4 separate regions of the Mus musculus genome follow, and regions 1, 2 and 3 are each linked to region 4. Evidence: chromatin contacts called from public ChIA-PET and promoter capture Hi-C data. All regions are on one chromosome and are shown on one strand. Each heading gives the region's core, a stretch centred on a gene start, on an enhancer-like site or on the middle of the called end of the contact. The rest is flanking DNA. Distances are from core to core; before and after follow the strand shown.

Region 1 (3,280 bases), core at 183-2,682, 140 kb after region 4:
GGTTGCTCTGAGAGTTTGTGATTTGGGTAAATTACTGCCCTCAATAGGACTATAACAATGCAGACTTCAATAACAGCAATAACTCAATGGAGCATTTTAAACAATTAACTTTGTTTGAAAGTATGTGTATTTGTGTATATCTGATGTGGGCATGCCTGTGGAGGCCAGAAGAGGGTGCTAGACTCCCCTGCTGCTGGAGTTGGGCACCGTCCAACAGGGATGGCAGGAGCAGCAAGCATCCTTAATCACTGAGCCATCTCTCTAGCCCCTCAACAGAACATTTTCTCAAAATGTTTATCTTGGGCTGGAGAGATGGCTCAGCAGTTAAGAGCTCAGACTGAAGATCATGAGTGAGTTCAGATCCCAGCAACCACATGGTGACTCACAGCCATCTATAATGAGATCTGACGCCCTCTTTTGGGGTGTCTGAAGACAGCTACAGTGTACTTACATATAATGGATAAATAAATAAATCTTAAAGAAAAAAAGAAAAGAAAACTTTAAAAAAATTATCTTTGCTTATCTGATAATTCTGAAACATTTAAAAAAAAAACAAAAAAAAAACCAAACAGCACTGTAAGTCGAACCTTTTGAGGAGTGCCAGGACACATCCACCCACACCAAGCACTCGGTTTTGAAAGAGAAGTATTTGGAGCTGAAGATATTTCTGCTTCTCACAAAGAAGCAGAAATAAATAATTTTGGCTCTTGCTCACTTGCATAGTCAAGACATAGACGTATGAAGACTCCGCTCTGCCTTCACCAAGGAAGAGTAAAGATTAAATGCTGGAGACAAAACAGATCCTTAGCCTGGCACTAAGTGTATTACCCAACCATTGCTTCCCAGTGGTTTCTCCATATTTATCTTTCCCTAGCAGCACAGTCTTTATTTGTCTTGATACTATTTTGATTCTCTACCACAGGCCAGGTGCCGTGGTGCACGGTGTTAAGCCCAGCACTTGGGAGGGTGGCATGAGAGCAAGTCTGTGTGAAGAGGCCAGCCTGGTCCACACAGTGAGACACTGCTTCCAAATAAAGTAAAATGCAAATCTCAGTCTGGAGCCGGTGAGGCAGCTCAGTGGTAAAGCGTCAGCTTAGCCTGTGTAAGGCCCTGCGTTTGATCTTCATTACTGCAATATCAATAAACTATCATTCTTTCCTTAACATAATGACGTATAAATCCGTATCCTTGCCAACTATGCCCACCTTAAGTGTTGTCCTGTCTCTATAGTGCACATTGCCATAAACTGCCTGTTTGTTTCTCTCTTCTATACCTGCACTTTGTCATCTAATTTTACAGGGTCTCTGTGCCACAGAAAACTAGTATGAATAGATAGAGCAGGAAAAATTCCCGGTAACATGCTACCTAGGGAGGGGGTTGGGGCATGCAGTGCCATGGAGGCGTCAGGACCTTACCAAGGACGGAACCTTGGCTGACCTGGAACTTGGAAAGATCTATCCCCCTGCCCTTGTCTCCTGAGCTGAGATTGCAGGCATGTGAGGACAAGGCGAATCCCGCCCTGTATTTCTTACTTGTGTGTTTGCATGTGGTTTTGCTTATCTTTGAGAGGTGAGATCTCAGAGAGGAAGACTGTGTCAAAGGCGGGCGCACAATGCTACTTTTGATTCTTGACACCAAGCTGTTTTCCCCTTTCCCTTTTCCCCGCGACAAAGAGGGAAGAGCGAGTAGCCTGTGGGGAGCCCACAGTGCAGTGGGTAGGAAGATAACCTTTAAGGGAATTTTTCAGGGCTTTGATTTGGACTTCTCAGAAGAGCGTGCAATTAAAACAAAAACAGATGTTAGCTGACTTGGCCAAACACACACAGTAAATGCTCTTTGCCCTGTTATAGAAGCTTGGTTCTTTTAGCCTTGGCTAAGCAGCAGGGAGTTGGCTCCGTGTGCCTGGGAAGAGCCAGAGGTTGGGCCAGACTCCACCCCAAGTTCTACTCCCCCACCCCACTCCCACCCCCACCCCTTTTACCTTTACCCTGTTCCTGGATTTCTCCTCTCGGTTTCCACCTGCTATGGTCACCCGGACTCTGCTTTCATTGAGCTAATGAAGCTCCTGTGTTGGAGCTGCTTTCAAGTTAAAAACCCTTCACCAGAAGACTGCCTTTTGGGGGAGGGGTCATTTACAGTAACCTCGGCGCTTCCTTTCCCCTTTTATTTCCCAGTTTGTAATTAGGAGGGCTGGTCTCCTAGGAGTGCCTTAGATGTGACTGGCAATGGAGTGTCTAATACCTTTAGCCTGTTTTCTATTCTATTCTTGAGTGCCTATCTCTGTATCATCTTATCATTAATGGCGGGTTGTTTTATTTTTCTGACAGGGTCTCCCTATACAGCCCATACTGGCCTTGAACTCACGATCCTGTCTTGGCCTCCTAAATGCTCCATTACAGGAATGCTGCCTTACCTGGCATTTCTCTCTTCTGCCCTGGCACGTAAACTTTATGAGGATGGAGCATTTTCTCTGATTTGGGGGCTATCAGTGTCTGTCCTAGACATCGTCGGCCATTTCTCTCTGAGCTAATTTTAATCATCCTTGACGCTCTGTTCTGAGGGCTGGCTAAGAATGCCTTAATCCCAGGACTAGGGAGACCTGCATATCAGCTGGGGCTCAGAAAGCCAAATCAAAGCAAAACGTAAGTATTTTCGTATTAGCTGGAACTGAATAATGGTGGTGTAGAGCTTTTAATCCCAGCACCGAGGTGGGGGTGGAGAGGGGTTGTGCACAGAGGCAGGTGGATCTTTGAGTTCAAGGCCAGCCCAGTCCACACAGTGAGTTCCAGGAACGACAGGGCTACAAAGAGAAAGCCTGTTTTGAATAAATAGATAAATAATGAAAGAAAGAAAGAGAAAGAAAGCTGGGCAGTGGTGGCTCACACCTTTAATCCTCTATGAGGGGATGTATCAGTCCATCAAAACATCTAGGCCGAGTGTCTCACGACCATGGCTGTTTGGCTGGGAGAATGGTCCTGTAAAACAACATCTTTTCTACTTTTAAAAATTGATGTGTGGGGCTGGTGAGATGGCTCAGTGGGTAAGAGCACCCGACTGCTCTTCCGAAGGTCCAGAGTTCAAATCCCAGCAACCACATGGTGGCTCACAACCATCCTTAACAAAATCTGACTCCCTCTTCTGGTGTGTCTGAAGACAGCTACAGTGTACTTACATATAATAATAAATAAATCTTAAAAAAAAAAAAAAACAGAACCAAACCCCTTTAAAAAAAAAATTGATGTGTGACCTCTGTAATTTCTGTAAAAAATATTCATTTCTA
Region 2 (3,097 bases), core at 580-3,079, 220 kb after region 4:
GGTCATGTTTCCTTTGAGTGGATTGCATATCAGATATCCTGCATTTCAGATATTTACATTATGATTCATATCAGTAGCAAAATTACAGATACGAAGTAGCAACTAAATAATTTTATGGTTTGGGGGGCCGTCACCACAATATGAGGAACTGTATTACAGAGTCACAGCATTTGGAGGGTTGAGAAATATTGCTGTGGGTGATTTTAATATTTATGTATGTTAAAACATAAGGAAAGTTGGTAAGTCTCCCAGTGGTTTTATTTCAGAAATGTTTAACACAAAATAGAATTGCGTTACTTGCTTTCCAAACTGAAGTAGAGGTGAGCCATACGAAATGATTGACGCATGTGTGTTGTACTCTCATGTTTGTGCAGCCCTTTCTCACAGATCAAAGAACTAAAACCCCTCACTGGTTTCAATCCACAGATCTCCATCGGACATGGCCACCAGCGGCTTTCACTTTGTACCATGCGAGACCAAACGGACCTCCAGACAGCTTGGAGCATCTGCTATGGGAAGACCTGAAGGGTATGTGGGGACTGTTGGGTACTCTCAAGAGACTAGAACACCAGTGAGGTGGGGGTGGGCCTAGGCAGTTATGGAGTCCTTTGGCAAGTTAGAGAAGAAGATGCACGCCAGGGGGCTTGGTGGTATAGTAACAGCAATACTAAATTCAATTCTGGGGCACAGGTTCTTGATTCTGGACAAACCTGAGTGTTATTTTGTGTGTGTGCATGTGTGTGAGGACGAGCACCACGGCACATGTGTGTGTGTGTGTGTGTGTGTGTGTGTGTGTGTGTGTGCGCGTGCGTGCGTGCGTGTAGGGCACAGGACAACATGCGGAGTCAGTTCTCTCATTCCTCTCTGTGGGTTTCAGGAATTGAACTCTGATCATCCTCGTTCGGGCTTGGCAGCAGGAACCTCTTACTGGCCTATCTTTAAAGGTTAAAACTTTGGTCTTATTTGTTTTGTTTGTTATTGTAGCTGGGCAGGCCTGGAGTGAGCTACACAGATGAAGATGGCCTTGAATTCCCAACCCTTCTACACAAAGTTCTGGAATTACAACTACCACATGTGACCTATAATAGATTTTAAAAACTAACATTGTGTTCCTATTTTTCTTCCTTATATTTTCTCATGTCTTTGGCTTGAAAATACTTTTTTTTTTTTTTTTTGGTTTTTCAAGACAGGGTTTCTCTGTATAGCCCTGGCTGTCCTGGAACTCACTCTGTAGACCAGGCTGGCCTCGAACTCAGAAATCTGCCTGCCTCTGCCTCCCGAGTGCTGGGATTTTGAAAATACATTTTAAGAAACATATCCACTGTGGAAACTCAGTAGCTTCAGAAAAGCTTATGTCCTTCTTAGACTTACTGAGTTGTTTTAATTAGGATCATGTTACATTGTTCTGTAGTCTGCTTTTAAAAGTTACAGATCATTATATTTTCCATCCCTAATAGGCATGGATTAAAATTATAATACTATTTAATTGCCAGTTATTGTCTTTTCAGTTTATTCCAGAATTAACAGATTTCTGATTGTCTAAGTTGATTTTTTTAATGTTTTTTCAAAAAGTATGTGTAATATGTAATGCATGTGCTCACATACGTGTGTATGTATCTGCATGTTTGTGTATGCTGTGTGCATGAATGTGGGTGCTCGTGTGCATGTGTGTGGCGGTCAGAGGACACACGGACACACACAGGTCAGTTCTTACCACTCACTCTGTGTGAAGAAGCAGGATGTCTTTTGCTAGCTGTTTACTCCAGGCTAGCCGGCTACTGGCTTCTGTCTCCACTTCCTCTATCTCTATAGCAATGCTGGGATTATGAGTCACAGCATCTGGTTTTACGTGGGTTCTGGGCACATGAACTTCTGCCCAGTGCTTTATCCATCCAGCCTTTCCTGAGCCTTCGGTTGATCTTGTATGAGTTACAGGCCTTTTTGTTAAAGTTCTCTTAAAACCCATGGGAAACACTGTGCATTCTTACTCATGGGCTTGTAGAGCTTTGAAGTTTATATATCAGGTCTTCATGTGAGAGTTCACAATTGGAATTAGCTATTTACAAGTGGGTCCAATTTACTCATGAGTTTGGCAAATTGTCATAATATGGAAGGGGTTGAGGGATGGAGATGAAGGTGGAAATAACTTGTAAGAGTCTTAAAATTTTATTTTCCACATTGCTTTTTAAAATTCCAAATGTCCTTGCTCATGGAATTTTTGTTTTTTTGTCTAGAAAAAATATTCACTTCTTAGAGTTATCCTTTAATTTTTATGTTTCCTAGGTCACTAATGCATCAATATTTATAAAGCTGTTTAAAAGCCGTAGTAAAATAAACACAACTGAAAGTACTAATGAGTAAGGTCACAGCTCGACTAAAGCTAAGGCCTGGGACTCTTAGCTGGAAGGCCTGGATCACGGATGCTGTTTCTGGGAGACAGCAGGCTATAAGAAGGGAGAGGCTGCAGGGGGAGGGGATGGGCAGAGGGACCTTGGGAAGGGGGGAAGGCTAGCTGAGAGAGTGAGGGTTCTAGCGAGAGCCACAGACATAGGGGCTGAGAGTGAAACAGCAGAGGACACAAGCTAGACAAGGATTTCAGGGTGGGCGAGCTCTGAATGTGGTCCACAAGGCAGATGTTGTAAAGCGACGTGCATGGTGCCCTCTGCAAGGTATTCTTTGTATTTCGTGGTCAGCTCTTGATGAGAATGGAGGACATTGGGGCAGGACTTGGGCTTTGGTGACAGATGCCACTGTTTAGTTCTTTGGTAGGTGTGCTAAGCATAATCAGCTTTTGTTACCATAGAAACTACCTGAAGCAATCAACTTAGAAAGGTTTCTGTTGTCTCACAAACCATAAATTCAGTGTTTCTGGCCTGTGATGGGCCAGCCCCACTGCTTTTGGCTCTGTCATAGGGGGCATGTTGTGGAGGGAATTTGGAGTGCATGGCGGGGCAATACTGCACTACATCATGGTCAGGGAAGGAGACAGGAGGAGGAAGCCAGAGCACCACAGTTCCCTTTAAGGGTGTCTGTCCATCGCCTAAAGATCTGCCACTTGGGCCCCACCTCTTAGTTTACCGTTCCCAGATAATACACC
Region 3 (2,866 bases), core at 256-2,755, 250 kb after region 4:
TCCACGTTTCCTGCTTGGTGCGATCCAGCAAGTTTCTAAAATACGCAGCGTAGATATTTTTGTAGTTCTTAAGCTTCCTTCTTTCTTGGCCTGCCCACAGTTAGGACACTCAGCCCCTCACTGTGCTGCACATACACTTGGGCATCGTTACCATGATTGAAAAAAAAAAAAAACAAAAAAACCCCACTTTTCAAACAGTATCATTTCTCTATGTGTGTGTGGTTGTCAGAGGACATTTGTGACACTGGTACTTTTCTTCTACCATGTGGGTCCTTGGGATCAAACCCAGGTCATCACCCTTAGTGGCAGTCGCCTTCACCGGCAAAGCCGTATCGCCTGTCTTGTTGCAGTGATATATATATATTTTTAAATTCCAATTGAAGATGGAAACTATTGAAATCTTCCTCTTTCATGAGACTTTGAATCATGACAGGGAGTGATCATGTGACGACAGTGTACTATGGTCAGAGGAGTCTGTGGTTTTGCTTCTGAGGTTTGTGTCGGATGTGGGATATAAACCCCTCTGTCAAATTGCTAACTTAAGATCCCCACAGAGTGACTTTACTGGTTTTTCAATGGTAGTTGTCTGTGGCACCTCAAAAACCATAATTCACTGAGCAAGCAGATGTTGTCACGACACAAACTGTCAGAAAACTACTTCTCAAAGTTCAATAGGATACACAGCAGTGACACTAAAATCCAGTGTCCTGTGTGGGTCTTAAGGCTTTGGGCTAAGGGCCGACTGACCTTTTCGTAGACATCTCTGAGAGAAGCATGGGTTGGGTGTAGGGAAAGGTAGCTCTAAGTAGTGGGAAAGGTTAGAGGTGTTGGCATCCGTGGGCTTTCTAGTGACGTGTCAGCACTTGATAGTTAGAAGTGAATCTCAAATGTTTAAACACTTAGAAGTGAAGTGAGCCCCTTCTAGCTGGGTGAGTGGCACTGTTAACCTCTAATAGGTGAGGGCTTTATAAGCTGAAACACCAGCACATGTCACTGGTGAGGTCTGAGCCTTGACCCTGAAGCATGAGCCTTTCAATCTGGGGACGTTCAGAGTCTGCTCAGTTCCCTTCACCACCCCTCCACACTGTCACAGCCTGAGACGTGTAAATTAGCAGTCTGTCTTGGAATAGCTTCTTCACATGTCACCCGCAAAAGAAAAAAAGCAGGAAAGCCCTCACGCATGGAGCGCATGGCATGGCTACCTTTGTCACACAGCCACCGCCCCATTCGATGCGACTCACTCTGCCTCATACGCCCAAACTGAGCTGGAGACAGGGGTCCGGGTGGGGAAGGAAGGCCCTGACATTCTAGGAGCATGGGGGTTCGTGGGGGCTTGGGGTGCCTCGCCCACGTTTCGGAACCATTTCACGGCATAACTTCCCCCCAAAAGAACATAACCTGGGAGAACTGCTAGGTTGTAAACATAATGATCTGGAAGAGAGGTTTCTGCTTCCTGCATTTTGAACGGGTGGGAGGCCATCTGCTTCTCCATATGGAAGCGCTATCCTCTCCTGCACGGGTGCCAGCAGAGTTAGAAGCCAAAACCACAGGAGGAGACAGCCTGGCTCCTCCCTTCACCTCTGAGAGAATTAATGGAGCTCATTCTTTATGTAGAGTTCAGATTTCCTGTCGTAGCTAAGGCCACAGGATTCAGGATGACCACCTGAAAACTCTGCCTGTGAACACAGCGTAAGAAATGCTGGTGATTGAGAGAGTTCAATGCTCTTCTCAGCAAGGGTTTGCAGTGTGTCGTGAGTTAACAAACGTGTTTGTGAATGGTCCCCTTAAAGCCCAACATCAGTTAGTTTTCCTCTCAGTTCGGAGTTTTTTGAAAGCATTTTTGGACTGGAGGTGCAGGGCAGCCCAGAGTGTCTGCCTCGTAAAGATGGGGCTCTAGCATCCATCGCAGACACCATGCAAACAATGAGCTTTCCCCCTTCCGTCTATGCTTCTTGTTTTAAGACTTTACTGACTACTCTGTGGATGATGAATGCTTGGTGAAATTACTGAAAGGATGCTGCCTCAAGAACTTGGAGCGGCCCTTGCAAGCTGAGCTGTGTTTCAACCACGTTGTGGAAAGGTAAGAGGCAGCCCGAGGACAGGTGGTGGCTTCAGGGGAATCTGTGGGACAAAGGGGTGCCCCGAGCCTTTAACCTCATGAACAGATCTGCGGTTTGTTTGGAATATGGCTTTACGTTATTTCCACTCACTGCTTAAAGATGACTGCTAAATGTAAACTTAGAGCCAGGCTGACAGTCGCTAAGCGTTGGCTGTAAACTACTGAGGCTCTCAAACTCACTTGGTCTCTATCACTTCCTGTGGGGTGTGTGTGTGTGTGTGTGTGTGTGTGTGTGTGAGAGAGAGATGGTGATTTGGCAGGGAAGAGAGGTGAAAATACTGCTCCTTGTTTTTTCCCACAGGACATTTCTTCTGTGTATGGTGATCTTTGTTTTACAGCAATGACAGTACTGTCCTGATACTTTTCAGAGAGTTGGAGCAAGGGTGACTGCCTGTCAGTAAACTGGTGACCACTGTGTTCTAATGGCTGTGACTACTCACTCTGCACAGTGTGGGCCCAGGAGCAGGGCTCCCTACTTCTTTTCATAAAGAACCTGAAAACTGCATCTAATGTCAGGTCTCCTGGGTTTTAAATATTTTGTTCAATATTTTTGAAAAGACTGCAAGCCAAAAAGATAGAGGCCATTCAGTGTGCCACCTGATGCCTTCTTTCCCAGGTCACGTGCCTTCCCATTAACAGCCACTTGGACTCCTCCCTCATGACAGTATTTATGAGAATGTAGGACACGGAATCTTGTTCCCCAATAAGGTAATTTGGTGTATTCGCAGCTCTAGTTTATTGGCATTT
Region 4 (3,011 bases), core at 15-2,514:
AAGCTCTTCCTGAGTCTCAGCTGTGAGTCTTTATTTAAAGCAGTATTATTGCTTACACATTTTAATATTCTTAATATCTTTAATATTTTTAGCCTGTTTGATATAGGAAATACCTAATCTTGTTCCTAGCTGTATATTCAACACCAAACAGTGCTCTATTCTAAACAGGATTTTGGAGAGATTCAATGAAGGATGAAACAAAAGACTTATTTTTTCTTAATACTTTAATGTCTTCTAATTTGCCACATCCTTACTTATTGGGAACCTGGATGTTAATGGATAAATAATATTAGTTCTGCTAGAGTAAAGATCGTAAAAGTCAACCCATTTCAGAAGGTGTATTACAAAATATTAAAAGCATCCACTGGCTAAAGGATCAAAAATAAGTTCACCTTTAAATACCCTTTAAGAGAATTTTAAATGATGAAATATTTAGGTGTTAGTAACTCTTCTCTCCTGTATCACCTACCACCATATATATCACTTTTCTAGGGAAATAGAATTTTAAGTGCAGGGCTAAAATTTAGATTGGGCCCAAATCCACATCCTAACTAACAAGCTAACTACGCTTTCTCTGTCATTGTTTTATATCCTTGACGTTTTGCATTCAATGGGATTGTGTTTTCGTTAACGGTTCTCCGCGGTTGAAATATCAGGGAAATGAAATAGGGCTTTCTCATGTTTCAGTCCCAAGAAAAGGAGACTGCAAAGCCCATTCTGCGAGGTGTAAGAGGCCTACAAGGTGCACACCCTGCAACTGCTTCATATTCCAATTTCATCTCTGGGATTTTGCACAGCTCTTCATTTTGGGGATGATGTAAACTGCGCAGGAGCACTACAGTACTCGCACCAAGGAGAAGGATGCGAGAACAAGCACCTTGGGCTGCCACATTCTCTTAAACATGCAGCCGTGGGCTACAGGCCCGGATACCCGCCCCCAAACCGGGTCCACAACAATCGTTTCCTCCCTCCCCGTCTTTTACATACAGTACACATACAAATACACACACGCAGAGCAGCCAGCAGGGGCGGGCCGGGCGCGACCACTGTGCCAGCCGTGGGGGGGGTGGAGGAGAGGGACAGCTCCCGCGTGCCTCTCTCCGGGCCTCCCCTCTCCCTCCCCTCCCACGGCATCTGCTTGCAATTGGTCGCAACCAGGGGCACCTGTGGGCTCTAGGGGACTCAGGCCCTCAGCTCCCGAGCCACGACGCTCGGCGGCTGTAGCGCCACCCGTGCCTGCGCGAGCACTTGGTACGGCCCAGCGCTAGCGGGCGCCGAGCGGGAGCCGCGCGGGAGCGGCGTAGCGACATCGGCGGCGGTGGCGGTGGCGGTGGCGGTTGCAGCTCGGAGCCGTTGAGACGCCTCTGCGGCAGCTGGTGGCGCAGGTGGCCGGCGTGGACGTGGGCAGGAGCGGCCAGCGCGCCCCGCAGCCCCAGCGCCGCCGCCCGGCAGGTGAGAGCCGCCCCGCCCCCGCTCGGCGCGGATGGGAAGCGGGCGGCCGCGCTCGCAGCCTCCCTCCTCTCCCCGCCGCGCCCCTCCCTCGTGGGCTGCGGCCCGTGGGAAAAGCCCTGGGAGCGCCGGGGTGGGAGGCCGGCGGCCGGGTGGCGGGCAGCATCCCTGCCTCAGGTGGCCGCGACCGCAGGCCCCGGCGCTGCTCGGGGCCGAGGCCGCGCTCTGTCCGAGGAGGCGCGCAGGCGGCTCCCCCTCCCCCTCCGCCGCCTCCCCTCCCCCTGCCCTCCTCCCCGCGGCCCCTCCCTGGGGTTTGCGCTTTAACCGCCCTCCCTGCTGTCCCTCGCAGGCGCGTCGGGACACCCCGAGGCATCCTCCCCCGCCCGCGGGCCCGCCAGTCCCAGCTCGCGTCTGTGCTCTCGCATCTCCTGATCGCGGCTGCGCTGCTCCCCCTTCTGGTCTTGGGACTCCCGGCGTCGCCCCTCAAACATGACTCGCGATTTCAAACCTGGAGACCTCATCTTCGCCAAGATGAAAGGTTATCCTCATTGGCCAGCTCGAGTAAGTGATTTGTAGCCCCGGTGTAGCGGTGCGGCCTGCCTCCCATCGTTTCTTCTCGGCTTCCTTTCAGTCCTTCCTCTCCTTTTCTCTTTACCGTTACTTGGAACCTTTCATTTTAGCTTTCTTTCTTTTTTTTTTTTTCTGTATACTCACGTACAATTGTAAAATTCTAGGTTTTCCTTCATATCCGCGGCGGTTTCCCTTTTTGAGTCTCTGACAGGTGTTCTATATAGCAGTTTTTGGGGATGACATTCAATTAACGTTTCATTGAGGCGAAATCATCAAGTAGGATTTTTGTGAGTTGAAATCATGACATTTCCTTAAAATTTGGAATTTTGAACAAAATACAAAGCGTCAACGAAAAATGCAGACTCCAAGCCCTTGCATGTCAGCTGTGGTTTAGGTTGCTTCGTACCGATTTGCAGTTGGCGGCTCATTTGGATCTTTAGATTCACAGTCTTTGGCTTTATGACCTTGAAGATGTTGTTTTCCATTTTTTGTTCTCCATAGCCAAAGGGAGAAGTAGACCGGACACTGGATTAACCTAACTGGAGAAGTCCTAAGGGCTCAAGATGTTACATTAAACAGCCGAGCTCCATTTTCAGGAAAAAAAAAATAGGTTTTTTTTGTTAGTTTATAATGGTGTCAAGGTTCAGAATACTATAGATAAGACTTAAAGAAGGTTATTAGATAAACTCAAAAATAGACTCATGTTCTAAAATTGTAATTATTTTTTCATACAACCTATTTTTTATTTTCATTTTCAAGACAGTTTCTCTGTGTAGCGCTGATTGTTCTGGAACTCACTCGTAGACCAGGCTGGCTTCAAACTCGGAGATCTACCTGCCTCTGCTTCTGGAGTGCTGGGACTAAAGGCGTACACTACCACTGCCTGGCTATTTTTTTTATGCACGTAACTAATTTAATCTTTGAAAGGTATTACTTAAAAATAATGAATTCCATCGTTGGGTTCTGACAGCTGTGTATGAGTACTGACTTAG

Evidence for each region. Promoter capture Hi-C pulls out the DNA fragments that hold promoters and counts their contacts. ChIA-PET counts read pairs in DNA pulled down with a chosen protein or histone mark.
Region 1: an RNA polymerase II ChIA-PET map of memory CD8 T cells shows a contact between it and region 4, with 68 read pairs. The contact joins the enhancer-like site here to the promoter of Psip1 in region 4. A contact is called at or near these places in 1 of 39 promoter capture datasets (pre-B cells), 1 of 484 Hi-C or Micro-C datasets (embryonic stem cells), 2 of 115 datasets of contacts at active chromatin or transcription factors (embryonic stem cells and memory CD8 T cells) and 1 of 9 other capture datasets (adipose tissue).
Region 2: a contact with region 4 is called in a promoter capture Hi-C map of the HPC-7 cell line. The contact joins the enhancer-like site here to the promoter of Psip1 in region 4. A contact is called at or near these places in 12 of 39 promoter capture datasets (3T3-L1-derived adipocytes, the C10 cell line, the HPC-7 cell line and 7 more), 1 of 15 datasets of contacts at CTCF or cohesin (the NIH/3T3 cell line), 7 of 115 datasets of contacts at active chromatin or transcription factors (the 230-238 cell line, effector CD8 T cells, embryonic stem cells and 2 more) and 4 of 9 other capture datasets (adipose tissue, liver, macrophages and 1 more).
Region 3: an RNA polymerase II ChIA-PET map of effector CD8 T cells shows a contact between it and region 4, with 4 times the contacts expected there. The contact joins the enhancer-like site here to the promoter of Psip1 in region 4. A contact is called at or near these places in 12 of 39 promoter capture datasets (3T3-L1-derived adipocytes, the C10 cell line, the HPC-7 cell line and 6 more), 3 of 484 Hi-C or Micro-C datasets (long-term hematopoietic stem cells, natural killer cells and regulatory T cells), 7 of 115 datasets of contacts at active chromatin or transcription factors (CD8 T cells, the NIH/3T3 cell line, effector CD8 T cells and 2 more) and 4 of 9 other capture datasets (adipose tissue, embryonic stem cells, liver and 1 more).

Annotation. Positions count from the first base shown.
Region 1 is chr4:83,341,038-83,344,317 of GRCm38.p6, reverse strand. No RefSeq gene overlaps it. Among named protein-coding and RNA genes, the nearest start is that of Ttc39b, 18 kb to the right of the region's middle. Within about 2 kb of position 1,432, at least 48 of the 459 cell types and tissues checked have an H3K27ac peak or open chromatin away from gene starts, as enhancers often do. A contact at or near this core is called in embryonic stem cells and memory CD8 T cells, where this site is marked.
Region 2 is chr4:83,268,548-83,271,644 of GRCm38.p6, reverse strand. Ttc39b (tetratricopeptide repeat domain 39B) reads left to right here. Exons shown (of 20, transcript NM_027238.2): 3 at 427-528. Among named protein-coding and RNA genes, the nearest start is that of Gm42307, 14 kb to the left of the region's middle. Within about 2 kb of position 1,829, at least 28 of the 459 cell types and tissues checked have an H3K27ac peak or open chromatin away from gene starts, as enhancers often do. A contact at or near this core is called in the HPC-7 cell line, adipose tissue and pancreatic islet, where this site is marked.
Region 3 is chr4:83,231,925-83,234,790 of GRCm38.p6, reverse strand. It overlaps Ttc39b (tetratricopeptide repeat domain 39B), which reads left to right. Exons shown (of 20, transcript NM_027238.2): 18 at 1,963-2,080. Among named protein-coding and RNA genes, the nearest start is that of Gm46887, 47 kb to the right of the region's middle. Within about 2 kb of position 1,505, at least 74 of the 459 cell types and tissues checked have an H3K27ac peak or open chromatin away from gene starts, as enhancers often do. A contact at or near this core is called in CD8 T cells and effector CD8 T cells, where this site is marked.
Region 4 is chr4:83,484,716-83,487,726 of GRCm38.p6, reverse strand. It overlaps Psip1 (PC4 and SFRS1 interacting protein 1), which reads left to right and starts at 1,264. Exons shown (of 16, transcript NM_133948.6): 1 at 1,264-1,452; 2 at 1,799-2,010. The coding sequence starts at 1,939.